2 separate regions of the Rattus norvegicus genome follow, and region 2 is linked to region 1. A link is a contact called in public Hi-C data. All regions are on one chromosome and are shown on one strand. The core of a region is the stretch at or near the end of the contact, and the rest is flanking DNA. Distances in the headings are between cores, read along the strand shown. Region 1 overlaps Atp8a2 (ATPase phospholipid transporting 8A2). Region 2 overlaps Atp8a2 (ATPase phospholipid transporting 8A2).

Evidence for each region. Hi-C and Micro-C count contacts between places; a contact is called where the count stands out from the background.
Region 2: a contact with region 1 is called in a Hi-C map of Schwann cells, with 4 times the contacts expected there. The contact joins two enhancer-like sites. A contact is called at or near these places in 5 of 12 Hi-C or Micro-C datasets (the A7r5 cell line, the Rat2 cell line, Schwann cells and 2 more).

What each region holds. Positions count from the first base shown.
Region 1 is chr15:38,284,871-38,289,941 of GRCr8, forward strand. The region is part of intron 23 of Atp8a2 (ATPase phospholipid transporting 8A2); the gene reads right to left. Among named protein-coding and RNA genes, the nearest start is that of Atp8a2, 140 kb to the right of the region's middle. Within about 2 kb of position 1,926, at least 1 of the 93 cell types and tissues checked has an H3K27ac peak or open chromatin away from gene starts, as enhancers often do. A contact at or near this core is called in Schwann cells, where this site is marked.
Region 2 is chr15:38,353,196-38,358,266 of GRCr8, forward strand. Atp8a2 (ATPase phospholipid transporting 8A2) reads right to left here. Exons shown (of 36, transcript NM_001427450.1): 19 at 4,467-4,536; 20 at 2,019-2,103; 21 at 464-603. Among named protein-coding and RNA genes, the nearest start is that of Atp8a2, 74 kb to the right of the region's middle. Within about 2 kb of position 3,101, at least 9 of the 93 cell types and tissues checked have an H3K27ac peak or open chromatin away from gene starts, as enhancers often do. A contact at or near this core is called in Schwann cells, where this site is marked.

The sequences.
Region 1 (5,071 bases), core at 676-3,175:
AAGGCCCGATGGGTAAAGAATGTCATGAACATAAGACCTCTCAAGCCTTTTGGACACTTCACTGTTTTAAGTCACTGTGAAACAGTTGACGAAACCAAGGAGAGAATAAACCTACTAAAAGTCCTGGTTTGTCTTCGAGAAGAACCACAGCACTTGGCAGAGTCCACAGGAAACGAGCCAGTGTATCAGGCAAGAAATAAGGTGTGGCTGGGACATTAAAGGACATGACCTCACCTGCAGAGCACCTGTCTTACCTGGCGCCATCTGAACAGAACTGCGTTGCAGGCTAAGTGTGACCTGTTGGTCCCCAATCAGACACAAAGCCAGACGTGGAAAAGGATGGGTCAGGTCACATTCTCTCAGGACTCTGAACACTTCAACACATGTCCACAGAAGCTGCCATCTGTAATCTGCATTTGCTTCCCCTCCCACCCCGGCTGGAGGAGATTAATGGCACCAGGCAGCTCGGCTGAGGTGGGGACTCTTTATCTACCGGTATTCACGTCGCAGTTCTACTGATGAGCAAACCACAGCTGCACGGCTTAAAACAAGGAGTGAGCCCACAGACGCGTGTGCACACACATGCATGCACACATACATGAAACCCACAACTGTGGCCCCCTGCTATCAATCCAAGCATTTTGAGACATTGTACGTCGATGACACAAACAACCAAGAAAATCAACAGCAGTCTGGAGAGTTGGATGACACGGGGACCACAGCGAGCCACTCACCCAGAACTTCATCTTGAATGCTTCAGCCTCATACCAGAGATTAATAGGCCAAGACAGCCCTCTTCCTTTTAAATTGTCTGCTCATCCATCTCATCCTATGCACCATTACCAGAATACTGTGACACAAGTGTGTGCTTTTATAAATATGAAATACTTACAACGGCAAGCTAGCAAATCATTTCCCTCTTTATGGCCCTTTATTTTGTGTTCTATCAACTGAAATATTTAGAGTCCGTTCAGCGTTTACTTTCTCAATTTTTAAACAATATTTTTTCATATACTTTCAACCTTGTAAGGCAAACAGCCACAGAATCTCTAATTGCGTGGGAAGTTTCTCCTTGAAAAGCAAAGACTAGAAAGGCATAGAAGAAAGTCCCCAGTAGCTATGGAATCCGTTAAAGGAAGCTACCTGGCTTTAATCGCAAGCCATTCATGAGCCCTAACCCCAAGGATTCCCTGCTTCATAACGAGTCCTGAATAGCTGCCTGAAGGAAGGGTGTTTTAATATTCTACATGTGTGAGTTCTTCGGGCAGGTCCATCAGGGAAAGACAACCACAGCGGAGTTCGGAGTTCAAGTTGTTCAAGATCTCAGGCTGTGACTCAGTCACTGGGCCTGCGCACACTCACCTAACGCCAGCAGCTTTTCTGAAGGGAACAGAAAAACCCACCCAGGTGCCAGTGATTTGCCACCAGCAAGAGAACGCTGGGGCAAACAGGAGGGGGGCGGATCACTCCAGTGTTCCTGACAGACAGTGGCCAGTTAGCGCATCAACATGACTAATAAGAGCCATCAGCAGAGTGGGCATGACTGCTGCAGCCTCTCCTCTGGAAGGTGACTGGCTCCCAGCACAGACATAGAACAGGATCTTATTCCCTGCTTAGCATCACACAGAAATGGGAAAGTTTGCAGAGAGGCGGGAGGAAGGGTCCAGTTGACTATGAAGCCCATAGGGAGTCATAACAGCAGCCCCCTTCTTTCTCTCTCACACACACCTCCTACTAATGAGGAAACAATCTCCTTTAAAAAAGTGATACTCATTTGGTTTCTCTCCAGCTAGTCATGCACTGAAACGGACACACTGCCATGCTGCCTCTTTTTTTTTTTTTTATTCTTCCACCCATTGGCTCAAGACAAGACTGTTCTCTGGGGCCAGGATCACATTCCAACACTGCCACTCAGTGGGGACCCATCTCTGTTGGTTACAAAGGCAGCCAGACTGAGCTCTTCGTCTACTCCCCCTTCCTTTAGAAGGCTCTCTCTCTCTCTCTCTCTCTCTCTCTCTCTCTCTCTCTCTCTCACACACACACACACACACACACACACACACACACACACACACACACACACGAATGGAACAAGCCACAGAGAGGTTTTGGTTTTTCTTTTACTATCTTAAGATCACCGTTTTCACACTTCCTGGGCAAATAAATTTTTGAAGGCGTTTTCAAGGAGTTGTTTGCTGTTTTCATAGGAAGAAATAAATGCTTCCCCTGACAGGGTGGAATCAAATCTGTCCACATGCTCACACAGGCTCCCCCAGCAGCAAGCCTCTGTTTCTGCACCTCACACCAGTGGCTGCAATGGATGCCCAGAGCAGCCCCTGCTGGCTGATCCTATTTTATCTGTTAGCAAGGACTGAAGGGAGAAAGCTACTGCCTTGGCTGTGTAGGGACAGAGCCTGCAGGGCACATAGTCCAGGCTGTCACCTGCAATATGTGCCTGCCAATCTCTGGAAGAATTATAAATATAGAAAGGCTAGAGACTAGGGGAGGGGCATGTAAAGACTTAGTTCTGTTCCAAGTATGAGAAAAACTCTCCTGAAATCCACCCTAAATTCATTTTCTAGTGCAGGATCTTAGGATAACAAATGACACTCATTTTCATCAGTGTCTGAAGTTTTGGGAGAGAAAGGGAATGAACCATACCAGGCCCCGAGCTACTCTACTTCTTCAAGACTGTCAAGACTGGATTCAGAGACACAGATTCTTTTTTTCCCCCTGCTTCCACATATAGTTCCCCAGCTACCAATGGCTCTTCTCTCCAGAAAGGCAGTCTTGAATTCCCAGATTTCTTGGAGAGTAGTCACTTCAATGCTAATTGTTTCCTTCCTTCAGAGTGGTGTTCTGAGGTGGCTGTTTACTTATTTTTCTGCTGTGGGAATTGTTGAGGCAGAGAGTGGGAAGTCCTTGAATTGCTTCATCCGGAAACACTCAGCCCCACTTAGAATCATAAGCAACTCTTTCACATTTCTTCCCTAAACAAACCAGTGCCCCCACTAGGCATCTTCTAAACTCAAATGCCGGGAACTGACAGGCATGCTTCACCAATGTGCACAAAGCTGTGAGAGCAGAAGGCGCCTCTGTGGCAAGTACAGAAGTGGGTTGGTTTGCTTGCAATGTGACGGGGATGAGGAGACCTGCAGGAAGACGATGGAGACCAGAGCTCTGTCCCTGCCTTTCCTCCATCTCTTCACAGGATCTCTGCATTCCCACACTGTTGATGAGTCAGACCATGCCCTCCATGGCCTTCACTTCCTCCTGCCTTGTGCCTCAGGTATTTTTTTTAAACCAGGGCTGCTATAACCAAATGCCACAAACTTAAGTGGCTTGAAGCAAGATAAAGTTATTCTCTAATGAATATTAATGGCTAATGTCTGATTCAGGGCATCGATTGCTCTGGGGCAGTTGTTCTCAACCCTCCTAATGCTGCAGTCCTCATGTTGTGATGACAACCAACCAACCATAAAATTACTTTTTTGATACCTCATAACTAATTTTGTTACAGTTATGAACTGTAATGTAAAAATGTGTCTTCCAAAGGTCTTAAATGACCCCTATGACAGAGTCTTTGAACCCACCCCACCCCCTACCAAGGGGGTCTTGGCCCACAGGTTGAGAACCACTGCTTCTGGACCCTCACTCCCACTTTGGATGGTTCAGCAGCAGCGCATGTGCAGTCTCAGCCAACTTCAATCCCTGCCTTTCATCATGTGGTGACCATGGCAATCTCTCTCTCTCTCTGTGTCTTCTTCCTGTGATAAAGGTACCAGCCTAAAAATGTGTTTCGTAGCCAAGCTTATCTCACTTTGGCTTCCCTGTCCGATCTCTCAGAGTTTCATGGTTATTGAAAACCATCCTAATCCCCGGACCCCTGTCATGTCTACGCTTTTAAATCTATAGTCAACAATCTAATGTTTCTATTCATGTTCTATGTATGTAGACCATCAGACTAAAAAGGCTCTCAACGCCAGTGACTTCATCCTAATGTCAGTCAACGGTGATCATCTTGGCCCCGACCCCTCCTGAGCTCCCTTCACAGTAACCACCTTGGTTTCAGAGCATTCCCCTTTTCTGTCACAGGTTAACTACAAGAAACATTAGGAATATTCACTGCAGACTAGCACACATATCTTACAATCAGAATTCTGTGGTTAACCCAAGCCCTATGCTCTAAGAACTAAGAGTGCCAGGAAAATAAACTAAAGAATAAATACTACTAACTGTGGCAAGTTCTCCAGTCATCAACTGTTGAAACCATTTTGGTTAGTTCTTGTCGACTTGACACAAACTGGAGTTACCTTAGAAAGTAGGAATCTCAATTAAGAAATTACTGCTATCATACTGGCCATGGACATGTCTGTGGTGCTTTTCTTGTTTAATGATTGATGGGGAGAGACCATTCCGTTGTTGATGGTACCCCTGGGTGGGTAGTCCTGGGCTGTATAAGAAAGCAAGCTGAGATGGCCATGGAAAGCAAGTCAGTAAGCAACATTCTCCCATGGTCTCTGTTTCAGGTCCTGCCTTGGTAATAGTGAACTGTAACCTACATGACATAGAAACCCTTTCCTCATACAAGTCGGTTTTGGTCAGTGTTTGATCACAACAGAAACCTAACTAGAACAGGATTATGGCCGCTCTAAGGAAGATCCAGCAGCAAGGGAGTGAACTTGTTTATGTGCCTTTAAGTCTATCCCTGGCCTTCTTCAAAGCACTGCTGAACTCCTGCCCCACTGACAACATTCCATTCCCAAATCTCAAACACTCTTTCTAAAGGCTGTTGTCCATCTGCAGCCTCAACTCTTCCTCTGAGAGTATAGCCACAGTTTTCTTTTCCATCTGTATCTAGATGCTCCAGCAGAACTTGGCACTCCTTCAGTCCAGCACAAAGGCTTAGTCCCCAGGCTCCATCCTCAGCTAACAACACCATTCGAATTCAGAACCTGGGATGTTCCTTCCTCAGCCCCTCTTTTTCCTTATCTTGTGTCACTTTGTCTCCCTGATCTTTCCTTTGTCATGGTCTTGATTTCTGTTCATATAAACTTGCAGCCATTATTAT
Region 2 (5,071 bases), core at 1,851-4,350, 70 kb after region 1:
TGTACTGGCTGGTTCTGTGTGTCAACTTGACACAAGCTGGAGTTATCACAGAGAGGGGAGCTTCCCTTGAGGAAACGCCTCCATGAGATCCAGCTGTAAGGCATTTTCTCAATCAAGGGGAGACAGCCCATTGTGGGTTCTATAAGAGAGCAAGCTGAGCAAGCCAGGGGGAAGAAATTCCTCCATGGCTTCTGCATCCACTCCTGCCCTTGTAAGTTCTTGTCTTGACTTCCTTTGGTGATGAACAGCAATATGGAAGTGTAAGCTGAATAAACCCTTTCCTCCCCAACTTGCTTCTTGGTCATGATGTTTGTGCAGGAATAGAAACCCTGACTAAGACAGTCCACAAAGACACCCAGAGAGAACGGCATTATCCCAAGACAACAAATGGATGCCCATTCAAAGACTTCACTCAACAAAGAGTCATCCTTCACTAGGCTGACTCTTCATCTTATGTAGTTACCTTCTCGATGATCTCATAGCACTCCTCTAGCCTCTGGGCTCTGTCCTTCAGAATGATGCTGGCCTCTTGATAGACTTTCAGCCACTCCTCATACTCATTCTCAGAGAGATCTGCATAGGCCACACACAGGGTCCGCAGGCCTGCAAGGCAGCCACAGATAAGTGATGAGGCACAGAACACACCACCTCCTAGGGGACACCACACCACCTCCTAGGGGACACCACACCACCTCCTAGGGGACACCACACCACCTCCTAGGGGACATCACACCACCTCCTAAGGGACATCACACCACCTCCTAGGGGACATCACACCACCTCCTAGGGGACATCACTTTTGTGTCAGAGTGTTCTAAAATCAAAGAGGCCACCTGCTTCTTAGGTTCCTCTATCTTAACATTCACAGAGCTACAAAGGAAAATTTAAGGTTGCCTACTGCAACTGTTAACATTGATTGTTAGCTCGATAGGACGCAGTCATCTAGGGAAACAATGGACATGTCTGGGAGGGTGTTCCAAGGTACAGGTGGGGATGCCCATTCAGACTGTAAGCGGCCCATCTCCATGGGCTCTGTCCTGTGTCCCACACTGAATCAGAAGCAGAGAGATGTGTGAGTCAGCCTTCATCTCGCTCTGTTTCCCAAGATGCAATGCAAACAGCTGCCCCCAGCTCCTGTCACCATGCCTTCCCCGTGATAGACTCTACCCTCACTCTCCGAGCCAAAATAAACCCCTTCTTTCTCAGGAAGCCTTTGCCAAGTACCTTGCTGCAGCATTGAGAAGAATAACTCACACTCTTCCCCAGGCTTTCATATAAAGTAGCATAAACTGCCCTTCCCATAAATTTAGGAGCATATGAGATCCCATGAGCACAGTTCCCACTGCAGAGAGGTACGGAATCTGTGTGGCTCACATGTATGTGTGCCACAGGCAGCCAGGAAGAAAAGGAGCCAGGAAGCACATTTCAAGACAGCAATAAAAAGCCTATTGTGCTGTGTTATAGAAGAGCTTGGCTCTCGGGCAGCCATGCCCTCACATGTGTGCACGTGTGTCTAGACACGGAAGCAAACCACCGTGAGAGAGCAGCACTCAGCATCTAAGCACCCGTCATCACATTCTCTAGCAGGAAAACATGACATCACCTCATCCAAAGGCTTCCAGAGAGTTCCTTTCCTGCTCACTGTGAGTAGGGGGGATTAGTATCTGCTTAAGTCCTGGACAAATGATAGCACGAGGTCAGGGAAATGACCCCTAGAGTATCCAAGGAAAGGGACAACTGTAATTCTAATTTCTCTGGGTCAGCTGCCTTCTGTTTTAGGGCAACTTGTGACCTAGCAGAGTCCAACACAGGTAACGGAGTTTGGGCTCTGCCATTTACTTCCTCACTGTCACAGACTGTGTGAGGAGAAAGCAGCTGAAAAACCAGTCCTGGGAAGCGAGTCAGTTCTATAAGAAGCACACATCTGTCGGAACGCAGGCCTGCCTACCCGTGCAGCAGCCACGGCACAGGACACCGCATCTGCAGGGTCAAAGGCAGAATCTCGAAATTTCACTTACCCTCTGTGGCAAAATATTCCAGATGGCATAATGTCTCCTCCATGTACTTTGAGTCTTTTGAAAGTCTTTCAAAGATTACATTATCCTGTGAAAGGGAGAAACATTCCCTGAGACTGGCAGAGCGCAGAGGACATCTGTCAGTGGGCACTCTAAAGAAGGCTCTCTTTCGTGTCTATGTAATGAACATGAAAAAACTTGACTGAGCAGAAAGGAGCTGTCGGTTGGGCCAAACATGAGCTTTGTAAAATGCATACAGCAATACCAAAAGCTGCTGTGTATCTAAAAAAATTCAAAAAGGAACAACAATGGGGGTGGGGACTGCAAGCAGAGACCCGTTCAAGGCTGCTATAGTGCCCACGTTTGCACACCTCTCCATAATTCAGACTCTGGGCTTTGTACCCATTGTCTGAATGGAACTGCTTCAGATTTGGGGAATCTTCAGAATTTGGAGTAGATGTGTATAGCTATGACGTGAGATCTCAGAGATGGGGGTGGGGGGGCTAAGTCTAAACCTTTTATGTTTCCTGTCTACCTATTCACACAGCCTGAAAGTAACTTTCTATCTTTCCCATGGCTACATTTAGGCTGGAACTGACACTGTGAGGTCAGCTGCAGAACTTTATACTGTATCATGGCAGGCTTGGAAAGTTTTGGATTGGTATTTTTTTTTTAATTTATTGCTTGTGTGTGTGTGTGTGTCTGTCTGTCTCTGTCTCTCTCTCTCTGTCTCTCTCTGTGTGTCTGTCTGTCTCTGTCTCTCTCTCTGTCTCTATGTGTGTGTCTGTCTGTCTCTGTCTCTTTCTGTCTCTCTCTGTGTGTGTCTCTCTCTGTGTGTGTCTGTCTGTCTCTGTCTCTTTCTGTCTCTCTCTGTGTCTCTCTCTCTGTGTGTCTGTCTGTCTCTGTCTCTCTCTGTGTCTCTCTCTCTCTCTCTGGGTGTGTGTGTGTGTGTGTGTGTGTGTGTGTGTGTGTGTGATGTGTCACAGCAAGAGAGCGCAGGGTCAGAGGACAACCTGCAGGAGTCACTCTCTCCTTCCACATGAATCTAAGGGTTGACTCAGTGTGGTCAGACTTGGCAGCAAGCACCCCAGCTGCTGAGTCATCTTCTCGGCCCTCATTCGGGATTCTTACTTGTCTGAGGCAGGATCTCACAGGAGCTCACAAAAATCTGCTTGCCTCTGCCTCTCAAGTGCGGGAATTGTAGGCGTGAGCCACTATCCCCCGCTAATTTGTTTTTTAATTAGCGTGCTCACACTGTAGCGTCTTTATGCAGAAGCAAAAAGAGTAAATCACATCCGCACACCATAGGTTATTCAAATACAATCTGCCAACAACGGAAGACCCCACAGCCAAGGAGACCATAGGCCTGGGGCTTTTGCTTCTGACTCACGCTGGATGAGAAACACCCAGTTTGGCGCAGCCTGTCCCTCACACTGATAAGCCTGAATGGTTGCTTGTATGCTCCTGGGAGTCCACTGTGTAAGGCAGCATCTCAATACATCAACTTTTTTTTTAAAACTAGTTTGTTGGAGGAGGGGGCCGGCTTGGGCAGAACTAACCATGAAGAATTTGATGGGCGTTGGCAGTGTTCCCTGCCTACACTCTCCTGCTTCCATAGCCTTTCTCTTCCAGCTGCTGCAGCTACAACACAGGGCACACAAACAGAGCCTAAAAACAAGGTCGCTCTGTGACACCATGACCTCGGTGGCCTTAACTAAAGCCGCCTTATCATAAAAGTAGAATTCTTTTTGTTGGCAAATGGAATTCCTTTAAAGGCTACATACAGTGTTTATCATCAAACAGACCGGATCATAATGTATCCATAGCCATTGTGAGAAAGGTGAGAAACCTGTGAAACTCACCGCTGATCCAGGCTCAGTATCTCACTCCTGGCGTACGTTTGAGAATTAGTCTCTTCATCCCACAGAGCCACCACACAACGGGATACAATTTTACAGTCGTACAATTCATAAGCAGTAACGGCTTTCCTTAGCAATAATGCCTTTGGAGTTTGCTTAGTATTAGTTAGGGATACTGAAGAAAAAGCCAGGCTTAGGACACTGGCCAAAAAGAGCTGTAAAAATAGATCTACTTGTGGATATGACTTCTGTCTCCGTAGCTGCTAAGGAACAAGCGACGTGAGAGGACAGACCAATGATCACAGATCAACATGGTGCCATCACCAGACCTGGTGGCAAAACCAGATCTGGAATCCCCACTCCAAGGATTCTGTGTCCAAAGCTCACTACTGCTAAAAGTGGGTTGTCTCTGCCCACTGACCACTCTCATCAAACGCCACCTTGAACCTGTGCTCCTAGTGGCTTGCTAGGACTGTCTTTCAGTTCTGGCAGGCCAGGAAGGATACATGAACAGCAGTTTGGAAAACAATACATTGGCAAAGCGGCCTCCGAGAGGTTAGCCGAGCCCCTCCCCGACACCACTGACACTTACAGCTCCCTTGCAGTAAAGTCGAAGTTGTCCCGACGGCATTCGAACAATGACAGACATTCTTTTTCTGTCGCTGTAATAGTATAGAAAAAGAAAGAAAAGAAGAAACAGAAAGGGAAAGTCATCATAGTTCACTTTATAGGACCCGGTGCAAAACGTGTGGAGCCTAGAAATGTCAAGGTCCACTTCTCAATAGATTTTTTTTCCTCAAAGGAAAGCTTCAACTGTAGACTTTGCTCATGTGTACCAAGTGGACAGGCGCTGTATGCCTTGCCCTGCCGTAAGGACTCGCTCACGGCACGGCTGCTTGCAAGGGGGCCAGAAATGGAACATTTGCCCATGTGCTATTGCACGGCGAATCAGTCAACTCATTCCGGTAACCAGAGCCGTCCCTCGCAAACAGCAAGATGGGAGACCCAGCACACCTTGTAAGTACCTTGTATGGCTTCTTTTAATGGGTCAAGGAGATTACCAATTCCTAGACCTGCCTCACCCAGCACCAGGCAAACCCTCTCCTGCCACTGCTGCACGATTCCCTCCTTACATACTTGTGATCAGGGTGAAGCTCACACGCTGAGGCTCAGTGCCTTCTGCTGCCTGAGGTCTGT